3 separate regions of the Mus musculus genome follow, and all the other regions are linked to region 2. A link is a contact called in public HiChIP or PLAC-seq data. All regions are on one chromosome and are shown on one strand. Each heading gives the region's core, a stretch centred on a gene start, on an enhancer-like site or on the middle of the called end of the contact. The rest is flanking DNA. Distances are from core to core; before and after follow the strand shown.

Region 1 (3,979 bases), core at 735-3,234, 160 kb after region 2:
AAGGATCACATCTTGTTAGAATCAGAAGTAAATTCTAAGCTCAATTGTCTGCTTTGAACCTCCTTTATAACAGATGAGGGGAAGCCATGGGAAGCACAACACAATTTAAAACCAGTCAAGGCAATCCAGCATTGGCATTAGCCTGTCTATTGCATTTTGAATGGTTAGTACTGATGTGTTGACTTTTAATTTACCAATATCCAGAATCATAAAATTAAAGTTGTGGGCAGAGTACAGAACAAAGTGATAGTAAAAAATCAACATTTATTTTTCCCGTTTCTAGGTACTATTTCTAGGCACTGTTCTAGGTACTATTTCTAGGTACTGTTGTAGGTACTATTTCTAGGTACTGTTCTAGGTACTGTTGTAGGAACTATTTCTAGGTACTGTTCTAGGTACTATTTCTAGATACTGTTCTAGGTACTATTTCTAGGCACTGTTCTAGGTACTATTTCTAGGTACTGTTGTAGGTACTATTTCTAGGTACTATTTCTAGGTACTGTTCTAGGTACTATTTCTAGGTACTGTTCTGATTCTCACAATTCTGATTGGCTTCTCCCTGATCATCACTTTTCATCTCATCTTCTAATTTTGTGTCATGCTCAGGCTGCTCTTTGAGTCTACTCTAAAGACGTCTCATGTTTGTACTAACGTAAGGTCACACTTTTTGTCAAAGGGTCTTGTCACAACAAATCTGCCCTGTAATTCTATGGAGACTGTTGATGAACATCCTTAGCAGGTGTAGATCCTAATTTTGTGTCTCTAGCTGTACTTAGTTTTTGAGAATGAGCAAGGGTTCTCCACCATTCAGACACTGGATTTAATACTGATTTTTTTTTCTTTTTATTCTGTAGACTGGAGAGGTGACCTGGTTCCCTCACTTGTCTTTAATGCCTTTTTTTTTTAAAGGTTTATTGTTAGTTTTCCCAGCCTAGTGTTGAATTGATAGAAAAGTGATTTCTCCTTATCATTCGCACTGTTTAGATTGCAGGTAGTGCCATGATGTCTGACTCTGGAGTATGCTCAAATATCCTGTGTTCTCCCAAATAGATGATAGATGGGACAAGGTAGTTAAAGTGAGATGGAGGAGAAGACCTCGTCCGCATGCAAACCTATCCTAAGATCTAGCTCCTATGTGAGTCTATGGATTACTCAGGTTAGAGGTGACCGTGTCAGACCTTAGACACCCCAGGTCAGGGACCAGAATTCAGTCACTGAGATTACCTGACAGCTCAGCATGTCACAGATCTTCATTTAGGTAGGCGAAGGCTATTACAATCCAGAAGGACTAGGAGATAGGTCCCTGAGACCAGTGGTTTTGATTTGATACGAGAGGAGGGTGAGAGGAGGGATGTAATTGGTACAGGGCATGGGACCATGTTTAGATTTGTTGGAAGAAGAGCTTGATCAGAAAGGACCAGGCCACAGGAGGCAACACCCTGAGTGTGTTTTAGAAACATAGTAACTCAGTTAATTTCTGGTCTGCATTCACTACAATATTCTAGGTTGCTGATGTCTCCCCCATAAAAGAAATCTGACGAGCCACGAGGAACCTGTTTGAGAAGATTACTCTTCTTTTAAGATAAGAATGCTTTTCCTGGCCAGAAACTCAGCCTGTGTTTAGAAGCTGTTGTGTATGGCATAAATTAATTCTTTATACAATTGATGCAAGTTGGCAGATCTGAAATTTGAACTTAGTTTTTTTCTGGTTCAAGAAGCAATATGAGTAACTCAAACAAGAAAATTTAGAGATATTTGGCAAGGAAATAAATCTTGGGAGGTGACAGAGTAGAAGGGAGATGATCAAAACCAAGCAAATGCCATCAGCCAGGCGGAGTGGATTTTAACTGAAAGGGAAGTGCTCGTGCTTGTAGTTCCTTATCTAAAATCCACCGGCTCGGTGGAAACGTCCGAAGCCCTCACATGAGTCACATGACAACGGGAATTGGCACAAGAAATAGGCCACAGACTTTTGCTTGGAAATCATAGTCAAGGGTGAAGCTATGAAGAAAGCTTGTCATGTGGCAACAAGCCTCCTCCTGCGGGGGAGAAAGAAACGGGAGCCAGTGTATGAAGAAAGGTGATTAGATGTTTGACCATAACATAAACGGAGGGAACTTAGGTGAGTCTCTGGATCTCATTGTCTTTGTCCATGGGCATTTCTAACAGTAATTGTTCCATGCTTGTCTCCACAAGGTGTCCAAGCCCAGGGGGCCTCTGAGGCTGAGGGAGGACGGTCTAGAGATCTACTGCCTGGGTTCTCTCGCAGACCAGTGGGCTAGAGATCCAGGTGGGATGGAGTTCATCCTTGTTTCCCATTAACCTAGACACCAAGGCAATGCAAGTCACCATGAAGGCTAGCTGTGGAGGCTAGTTGTCTGGAGAAGTCAGCTCATTACTGTGCCTATAAATACACTGTATAAATTACAGGTTTGTTTATACATGTAACTGTGGTCTTACTATCTTCCTCACCTGTCTTAATAGACCAGAGAAAACTCAGCCTTAGTGTTATATAACTGCAAAGTATGCACTGGACAAACTGGCTGATGACAATCTTTCAATCTTGAGCATATTATACAGGTAATTTGGGGGTTTCATATGAGTCCGGTATGAAGTGGATGTCACAGAATCCTTGTATTTTCTTTATGAAAGATTCCATCTTTTTCTTATGCAGATGAAAGTCTTTGTAGAACCACATGGTCCCCGTCTTCAGTTTTACCTATCTTTTTCATTGGGAAAGCGATGATCACTCAAAAAAAAAAAAAAAAATTCATCCAGCTTTTTAGCTTCTCTCAAATTCTGAAGGTTTTAGCAAAAAAAAAAAAAAAAAAAAACAAACAAACAAACAAACAAAAACAACAACAACAACAAAACAACAAAACAAAACAAAACAAAATAATACAAAACAAAACGGGCCTGACAAGGTTTAGGAGTTGAGTAGCAGCGCCACCTTGTGGTTCAGATCTGCCACTGTTGGACGCTATTCCCACCAAGGCGTGACTGAGTGATTTGCTGAGTTTGGGGATAAAGTCTCTAAAGATGCAGTGGGGTCATGCGAGTGAGACCCTGGTCTGGTAGAAGTGAGAAAATAATTTTTTGCTGTCTATAGTATTTTGTTATTTCAGCTTAACCATAATAAAATACTAGTCTCACTTTGAATGTAACTTCTGTGGGTATTTGCGAGTCTGGTCTATGAACGTGGAAGTTAAGAGCAGCGAAGATCCTTTTCCTTTGCTTTGTGTGCTGGCAGAGACAGAAAGAATTTTTAATAAAGGCCCTGGCATGGGAGGTGCACAGGCTGATGCCAACGGACAGAACTGGCAATGGCTAGGATATTAAGTACAACAGTGCTGCTTGTGAGGCAAGAGCTGTCTTTACTTAACACTTATATTTTATGTATGTATGTTTGGCCTGCATGAACATACACCATGTCGTGCAGTGCCACAGACACCGGAAGAGGAACTGTGGTTACAGAGGGTGGTGAGCTGCAGGTGGGCGCTGAGAATAGAACCTGGGTCCCCTGGAAAAGCAGGCAATGGAATCTTCCCCAAAAAGTGTAAAACTGTGCAAAATGTATATATATTTACATATAAAAATGTATATTAAGAGAGAGAGGATAACAATCTCTCTCTTAAGAGAGTTCATTCTCAAGGGTAGTTTTATATGACTTCCTTTCTGGAAACGGTCACTTCTTATTTCTTTGTTATACGGGAAGACCTAATGGAAGGCCTTTTAGGATTCTGGAGCAAAGATCTGAAGCATCATTTGATATACGTAAAGATCTCCTCATCCCCGAGGAACTCCTCACTGGGGAGAACCAGATCTTGGGAACCAGCATTGAGCATGAGAATACACAGCATTACAAGACCAACCCATTATGTCATGGTTTGCATATGCTTGGCCCAGGGAGTAGCCTGTCGGGAGGTGTGGCCCTGTTGGAGTAGGTGCAGCCTTGTGGGTGTGAGCTTTTATACCGACA
Region 2 (4,093 bases), core at 664-3,163:
GAGGGAGATAGAGAGGGAGAGGGAGGAGGGAGAGGGTAGAGTTAGAGGGAGGAGGGAAAAGGCGATGGAGGGAGAGGGACGAGGGAGAAGGAGATAAAAGGAAAGGGAGAGGGAGAGGGAGAGGGAGAGGGAGAGGGAGAGGGAGAAACAGCCAGAAGATCTGGATGAATCCAGAGCAGAGAGAGAAAGAAGTAACCTGAACATGGCCAGCTGAATAGACATGGCCAAGGTTATCTGCAAGAGAGAGAAGAGCACAGTGAGATAGCATGGACTTGGAAATATGTAATAGGTACTTCAGGGACTGAGGGAGGCCTGAGGCTAGCCTGGACCTTGGGATGCTGAGGAGTAGTATCACACGTGTATGTAGATTGAAGAGCCATAGCTCCTTTTGCCAGAGGTAAGGGAAATGACTCCTCTGACAGACAGGAACTGCCTCCACAAGTTCCTGAGGAAGGAAGGCTGGCTTTTAACTAAACACCAGAACTCCTCCTATAGCCATGGAGGAGCTCACGTCTGGATCTTTGGACTGCCCTTTGGAGTTTGGGACTTGGGGTTTCCTTTGGACCTGACAGAAAAAGAAAATGCTTTCTGCCTGGGAAAAAGGCCTCCAAAACATTCACAGTAAATATAAATGCACAGATAGTCCTGGTTGTTGACAAGGTGGATTTGCTATGGCAGAGGACACTAGGCACTGAGAGAACACAGACCAGAACATTTACTCAGAAGAAAAAAAGGCATCAAAGGAGACATCAGACAGGTTTTCTGAACTTAGGCATTGCCAGGGGTCAGCCTATTAATGTTTAGTCATGCATGGGTTAATAGAAGTTACACTCAGAAGTTGAAGTTCAACTGTGGACTGAATGCTACCTTTGAGTTATATGGCCCGTGATACTTATGCCATCCCACATGATTCCTGAAGCTCTTTAAGGCAGCCAACATGGTAATAAAAGCATCTTTGTTCTTCAAGGTTTCAAGAACGAGGTTATCATGGTTTAGTGCTAGCCTCCTCCAGTCGGTGTGGCTCAAGTCATTAGTATCCAACCAGGGCCAAGCATTTGATACAACCCAATGTAATAAATCAACCACAAGTGATAGTGACTTAAGAGGTAAAAGGGCTGGCTCCGATTTGAGATAACTTTTGAGGTCGAGCCTCCTGTGAACTTCAGGATATCATTCTCCCTCCTCTTTCTCTTGAACCAGGTTTGTTTTCTTACATTAATCTTTTAAGGGTCTGGCATAAGTGGAACCGAGCCACACGTCTTTATTTCAAGCTGTGGACGGGATCAGTCAGCATTGCATCTCCACGTGGGGTGTCTGCTTTGTTTTGCTTCGAGACATGATTACTTGTAGCCTAGGCTAGAATGGAACTCACCAAACTGCAGAGGACCTTAAACTTCAGATCCTCCGGTCTCTACCTCCAAAGTGCTAGAATGACTAGTTGAAGCAATCTGAGTAAGGAGGATCAGACCAAGGCTTCAAGCAAACTAGGCAAGCACCGGACCGTGGCACGACACCGGATCTGCGGTCGCTAAAACAACTACACAAAATGACTTTAGCACTTAGTGCCCGACCCACACTGACTGTCAGCAGCCAGCCTAGAAGAGCACCAATCCCTTCCCTACCCAGAGCCCCGCCCCAAAGCCGCTCCTCACCGGCTTCGCTGTAGGCCATGCGCAGCACCCTGCCTAGCGTGGAGAAGGCGCAGCGCTGCCGGCACAGCTCTTCGCCCTGAACAGCGAACGCCTCCACCTTGCAGCCGGCAGCCACGAACAGCGCGTCGCTCCCGCCGCAGCAGACCTGCTCCGGCTCCCACTGGCAGGGGACTACCTGCTGCGACCCAAACGGGTGCAGGTTGTACAGACGCACCATCCCGGCGCCCGGACCGCTGGGCGGCTTCCGCAAGCTTAGAGAGCTGCTCCGGATCACGTGAGCGCTGCGACCACACCCCGGGCACCGCTCCTTAAAGAGGCCGCGCGCTAAGTGAAGTGCTACCCTAAGTGGATGCAGAGACCTCGGTTCCTCTTTGGAGATGTTAACTTTGCTGCTTCTGGACAGATTAGTATGTGAAACCTTCAGCGTGTTTAACACTCGATCATCTGCCCGTCTGTGCCTTGGTCGACTTGCCTTAGACTTTGAACTTTTTTTTTTTTTTTTCCATTTTTTATTAGGTATTTAGCTCATTTACATTTCCAATGCTATACCAAAAGTCCCCCTTACCCACCCACCCCCACTCCCCTACCCACCCACTCCCCCCCTTTGGCCCTGGCGTTCCCCTGTACCGGGGCACACAAAGTCTGCTTCTAAAGGATGAAACTGCAAAACCTGATGTTAAACTCCCAACGTAGGGTTAAACACACCACAAATACTGTGGATCCTACAATGGTTTTATTGAAAAGGGCAAATCCTCGAAGATGCTTAGCAAAAAATAAAAATAAAAAAATAATGCATTGGATGAGAAGATCTATGAAAACATTTTGCAGGCATTTGGCAAAAGTTTCCTCTAAGCCTTAGATAATAGGGGAGGAGAGAGATCCCCGGATGGTCAATATACAGTTCCTAAGTATTTCCTATATTGAAGAAACTTGCCGTCGGAATTTTTCTATTTTGGGAGATTTAATAAACCAGATCTATAATGTTTTTTTAACAATTCTAGAAAATATATGTGTTTGCATGCACATATGTACGTATTGGTTGACTGGAGGATGCTCTTCTTTTTACACTGAAAAGAGCAAACTTCAATTCTCATGCTGATGGTTACCTTGAGTCCTTTGCTCTGAGAATTTATAATGTGGGAGCAATTGGACTGAAGTTGAACTGCTGCCATTTCGAATACCTTCCAGATGACGAGGAATCATGTACTTCATCCTCTACTAGGAACACTCTGGGAGACGGGTTCATTAAACTCAGTGAGCAAAGAATACATGGAATAGTCCAGAGATCTGGGCTACAGAAATCAGGAAAACAAGCAGATTGCTACTCATGTGACATCCATAAACATCCCCTTTCCCTCTTATGAGTATCTGATTTAAGTGTCTGTCTCTTTTGATTAATTTTTCCTCTTCAGGATATTAATTGAATGTAATTTGACTTTTGTGAGATTCATTAAGTCCTAGAATGGCACTACCTTCTCTAGAGATAGCTTCTTCTCCCTTGATATAGTCCCTGTACCTGGCTGACCTAAGAAATTTTGGGAAGAGATTTTTATCTTTATTAACTGTTTTTCTCACTTCTGTGACCATCAGCTTATGAGAAAGCTAGGCTGATTCCATGACAGACTTCAAATTGGCAGCTAAGGAGAATAGGCCTAAATCTCTGTCTCTAAGAACTGGACAATTCCAGGCAAGTCCAGGCCTTAGAAGCCGCCCTGCCACCTGGCCTGAGGCAAGGACACTGGGTCAGCAGCACTTTCCAGACTTCTTCAGCAACAGTTTTCAGACCTCCCCAGCAAGTTTCCAGCCCCCACACCCCAGTAATGGAATGTCTATAGAGATGGACCCAACCTCCATGTCAATCTTGACAGGGTCACCTACCCCAGAATTCCCTAATGTGCTTTAAATCAGGCTTGCAAACTGACTTGGTGGTCTCTGTTCTGGTAATGAGAGACCCCACATTTGAGTCTGGGGTATCATTCTTTGGCAAATCATGGATCCTTATACTTCAGAGAGGAACGGTTTGGTCTAGATCAGTATTTAGGAGGTAGGGTCCATCATGGAGGAAACTGCTTCTACCTGGGCTGATCAGAAAAAAAGAGAAAATGGCCTTCTCAATACTGTTTTGTATCCCTTCAGTCCAAGACCTCACAGCATTGTAGGGCAGAGCCCACATTCAAGCTGTGTCTTCCCTCTTGCATTAAACCCTTCTGAAAATGTGCCCACAGACACATTCAGAAGTGTGTTATATAGTTAATTCTGAATACAGTAAAGTTGATAAAATTAATCATTGCATGAAGATAGCTTCGAGTGAGTGTATGCCTAGTTTCCTTGTTTGTGAGGATCTGTGAGTAGAAACCACTCACTTGTCTCCTGTTACAAAAGCAGGGACCAGGGTGGCATACCATCATGTCCCATTTGTTCTTTAGGACTATCATGACAAA
Region 3 (3,930 bases), core at 1,371-3,870, 130 kb before region 2:
CAATGGGTGCAGAACAACTAGAGGACAAGAACTGCCATGGCTACAGCTGCATGATGCACAACCTCGGGCCACACACCCTGAGGCAGCTCCAGAGCACAGCATGAGTACAGGCTGCACCAAGGATGCCATAGTACTTGGTAACCACTGTGTGTACCAGACAGGCAATTGGACAGTATGTGCTGGGCTGGGCTGGACCTTATACCATGCAAGGACAGGACGATGCAATGTGGCATAGCTACCATTAAGCAAATAGTCCCAAAGAAGCTGGCCTGCTCCCACAGTGTGACAGTGTAGAACTTGGCATTGTTGCTAAAATAATATATCAAGCAACATGTGTATCCTGGGTCTAGGTGTATACACCGTCAGAAACTGGTCTTTTCGGAAATTACAACAATGGTGACTATTATAATAGTCAGGTGAGCTCAGACTATTTAAAGATCCAATAAGGCACCTGTTGAAGGTCTCAGCAGATCGGTTGTAAAAAGGAAAAGACCACAAGGATTTACCCTGCCTGACCCGATTTCCTTCCAGAAAGACTGAGTGCATGTGTCAGCCTGGGAAATGGAATCAGATATGAGACAGGGAAAGGACAGGGACTGGAAAGGAATCTGGGAGAGGGAGTAGTCACAGCAGAGACAGAGTATAGTGCCAGTGTGCTGCCTTCCTAGGAGACAGTAAAGATTGAGGCATGAATAGGAAAACAGTGGAACATACCGGGAAGCACATACTGTGCACAAACTGTTGGAGCAGTCAATAATCTTTGTGACAAATCCTGCATTCTAAGTGTCTTCTAGCATAAGGAAAGTGTGAAAATGATTTTGTTTGATGTTATATAGCAGTGGAATAGCCATGGGTTTAACTTTGGCTTTTCAGTCCTTGTTCCCCAGTCTATAATGAAATGGTAAATTGTGTCACAGGTCTCTCACCCTGAAGCACTCACATCTCAGGATGCTTGTGGTAAAAGAGGTCCATGACCAAAACTTGGGGAGCTAATTTTCACTCTATTGATATCTACATCAATGTGTAAAGGGCTTGAGAAGACCTGCAAAGAAAATTCGGGGTGAATGCAGTTATGTTAGCACACTGGTGCCAGTGGAAAGTGGAGTGGGAAAAGGGGGTGTATGGAGTGAGTTTGGAAGCAGTTTATTTCATGTGTGTGGGTGTCTCCTCTGCCTGTATGTCTGTCTGTGCAGCACGTGTGTGCCTGGAGAAGACTCGAGGGCACTGAATTGCCTGGAACTGACATTGCAGAGGGTTGTGAGCCTCCTTGTGGGTTCTGGGAATCAAAGCCAAGTTCTCTGGAATAAGAGCCATCTTAAGCACTGAGCCATCCCTCTAGCCCCTGGGAACAGTTTTAGTTAGGAAGTGCAGTGCATTGGGTCACAGAGAAAGTGTTCCTGGCTGGGGCCTCAGGAGAGTACTCCAGAAGAGGCAGGAGAGAACATATGTATTAAGAAGAGAGCGGAAGAGAAGGAAAGTGGATCCCAAGCAAGGAAATGTCTAGGGCAAAATTCACGGTGTGGAAGGGAGGAAGGTAGTGAAGAGAGGAGAAAAGAGACACTGTTAATTTTTTAGGAGCTAAACCCCAGAGATGAAGCAAGATAAGGAGCCAAGCAGGCAGGGCTGGGTCTGAAGTTTATTTGCCGTGGAAAGAAGCTTTAAAGAAGTGGGGTCATAGGGAAAATGCCCCTGACCACACTGGGGAAGAGAGCTAACAAGGATGCAGCTGAGAAACCAATTTGGTAACTAGTAAACATCTGGATGAGAAATGACAGTGAAAGCAGAATGGCAAAGACCGAGAGGTAAGTGGAGCGCTATCCGGGGTCTTAGTATGTGAGACCATAAAGGGTAAGGGAGAAGGAAGGGGGCCTGAAGGCAGCCCGGGAGCAAAGCCCCATGTGTAAGGCTTGGGCAGAGTGGGAAATGAGCAGGAGAAGGAAGAGACAATCCAGGTGAGCAGGGAGTATTGGAGCCCAAAGAAACATCCCCTGCCTACTGGAAGAGTAGCTCTTAACTGATGAGCCATCTCTCCATTCCCCCACTTAAACCTATGCCTTATGTCAGACCCCCTTCCTGGTGCAGCCACATTGAATAAATTTCTCTCTGCCTTTGCTTTTTTGGCCCCTTGACTGGCCTATTGAGGACAAGTGACTGAGCCTAATTATTAAAACTGCCAGAGCTCCAATACCAAAGTAAAATCCAGCCTGGAAGCTATGACTCGATTGCCAGGGCCAGAAGTGTACTAGAAACACACTTCTAGAAAAATTTGTGTGAAGGAAACAGTCCACAAATGTAGACCAGGGCTAGAACCAAAGGATGAGCAAGCCTGAGGGCTTCAGACATGAATCTCTTAATAGGATAGAGGATAGTGAGGAGGGAGCTGAGGAAATCAATCCAGGTGAACATTGCAGAACGCAAGAGAGGGCCAGGCAGAACCCTCAGATAAGAGGTAGAAGTGACTTAATTATCCTTAGAACTTAAAATAACATGAAAGGATGGGCAGAGGCAGGCATGTCGCCAGCACTGATTTCAGATATCTTTCTTCCTTTGTTTCTCAGTTGGTCCTTAGTTTAATGCAGGGTGGGCTCCTGTAGCAAGTAGGTAGCCACTAGGTGTCAGCCTTGCGTTATGTTTTGTCTTGACCTCAGGAAGACAGAGTAACTGAGGTACCGAGTTTTCCTCCCCTTACCTTTTCCCTCCCTGGATGTTTAAATTCCAGATTTGAATTTTGGAATGGTGGGGAGGAGGCTATGGAGTCAAGTATTTGCTGACTCACCACTAAGGCAAGACCCTCTCTACAGGCTGGTTCTGTGTCAATTGACACAGGCTGACTCACCACTAAGGCAAGACCCTCTCTACAGGCTGATTCTGTGTCAATTGACACAGGCTGGAGTTATCACAGAGAAAGGAGCTTCAGTTGGAGAAATGCCTCCATGAGATCCAGCTGTGGGGCATTTTCTCAATTAGTGATCAAGGGTGGGAGGGCCCATTGTGGGTGATGCCATCCCTGGGCTGGTAGTATCGGGTTCTGTAAGAGCAGGCTGAGCAAGCCAGAGGAAGCAAGCCAGTAAGAAACATCCTTCCATGGCCTCTGCATCAGCTCCTGCTTCTTGACCTGCTTGAGTTCCAGTCCTGACTTCCTTGGTGATGAACAGCAGTATGGAAGTGTAAGCTGAATAAACCCTTTCCTCCCCAACTTGCTTCTTGGTCATGATGTTTGTGCAGGAATAGAAACCCTGACTTAGCCGGGCAGTGGTGGCACATGCCTTTAATCCCAGCACTTGGGAGGCAGAGGCAGGTGGATTTCTGAGTTCGAGGCCAGCCTAGTCTACAAAGTGAGTTCCAGGACAGCCAGGGCTATACAGAGAAACCGTGTCTCCAGAGGGTGTGGGGGGGAGGAAGAAAGAAAGAAAGAAAGAAAGAAAGAAGGAAAGAAAGAAAGAAAGAAAGAAAGAAAGAAAGAAAGAAAGAAAGAAAGAAAGAAAGAAAGAAAGAAAGGAAACCCTGGCTAAGACAAGTTGGTACCAGGGACTGGGGTATTGCTGTGATAAGCCTAACCATGCTTTTATTTGAAAGAATGTGGATTTGGGGACTTTGGATTTGGAACTCAGTGGAATGCTTTAAATGAGGCTTAATGGGTCATCCTAGTAGGAATATGGAAGACTTTGTTGTTGGGAGTAATTTGAACTGTGTTGACCTGGCCCAAGAGATTTCAAAGGATAATAATTTCAGAATGTGGCATAAAGACTGTTTTTGTGGTGTTTTGGTGAAGAATGTGGCTACTTTTTTTACCTTGTCTGAAAAGTCTGCCCAAGGCTAAGGTGAAGAGACTCAGATTAATTGCATTGACAAAGGAAGTTTCAAAAAAAGCCCAGCAAAGACTTTGTTCTCTGGTTAAGTCTTATGAAGAGAAGTTTGAACAGCATAGCA

What was found. HiChIP or PLAC-seq counts read pairs in DNA pulled down with a chosen protein or histone mark.
Region 1: a contact with region 2 is called in an H3K4me3 HiChIP or PLAC-seq map of bone marrow-derived macrophages, with 3 times the contacts expected there. The contact joins the enhancer-like site here to the promoter of Hps3 in region 2. A contact is called at or near these places in 9 of 39 promoter capture datasets (the 3T3-L1 cell line, 3T3-L1-derived adipocytes, the C10 cell line and 4 more), 7 of 484 Hi-C or Micro-C datasets (CD4 T cells, Sertoli cells, cardiomyocytes and 4 more), 3 of 115 datasets of contacts at active chromatin or transcription factors (bone marrow-derived macrophages, neural progenitor cells and stem cell-derived neural progenitor cells) and 2 of 9 other capture datasets (adipose tissue and liver).
Region 3: a FOXA1 HiChIP or PLAC-seq map of pancreatic cancer cells shows a contact between it and region 2. The contact joins the enhancer-like site here to the promoter of Hps3 in region 2. A contact is called at or near these places in 4 of 39 promoter capture datasets (liver, neural stem cells and pre-B cells), 1 of 484 Hi-C or Micro-C datasets (CD4 T cells), 6 of 115 datasets of contacts at active chromatin or transcription factors (bone marrow-derived macrophages, embryonic stem cells, intestinal villus epithelium and 2 more) and 1 of 9 other capture datasets (adipose tissue).

Annotation. Positions count from the first base shown.
Region 1 is chr3:20,196,152-20,200,130 of GRCm38.p6, forward strand. No RefSeq gene overlaps it. Among named protein-coding and RNA genes, the nearest start is that of Gm31320, 24 kb to the right of the region's middle. Within about 2 kb of position 1,985, at least 12 of the 459 cell types and tissues checked have an H3K27ac peak or open chromatin away from gene starts, as enhancers often do. A contact at or near this core is called in adipose tissue and bone marrow-derived macrophages, where this site is marked.
Region 2 is chr3:20,033,397-20,037,489 of GRCm38.p6, forward strand. Hps3 (HPS3, biogenesis of lysosomal organelles complex 2 subunit 1) reads right to left here and starts at 1,914. Exons shown (of 17, transcript NM_080634.4): 1 at 1,653-1,914. The coding sequence starts at 1,869.
Region 3 is chr3:19,902,276-19,906,205 of GRCm38.p6, forward strand. No RefSeq gene overlaps it. Among named protein-coding and RNA genes, the nearest start is that of Gm42190, 50 kb to the right of the region's middle. Within about 2 kb of position 2,621, at least 18 of the 459 cell types and tissues checked have an H3K27ac peak or open chromatin away from gene starts, as enhancers often do. A contact at or near this core is called in neural stem cells and pancreatic cancer cells, where this site is marked.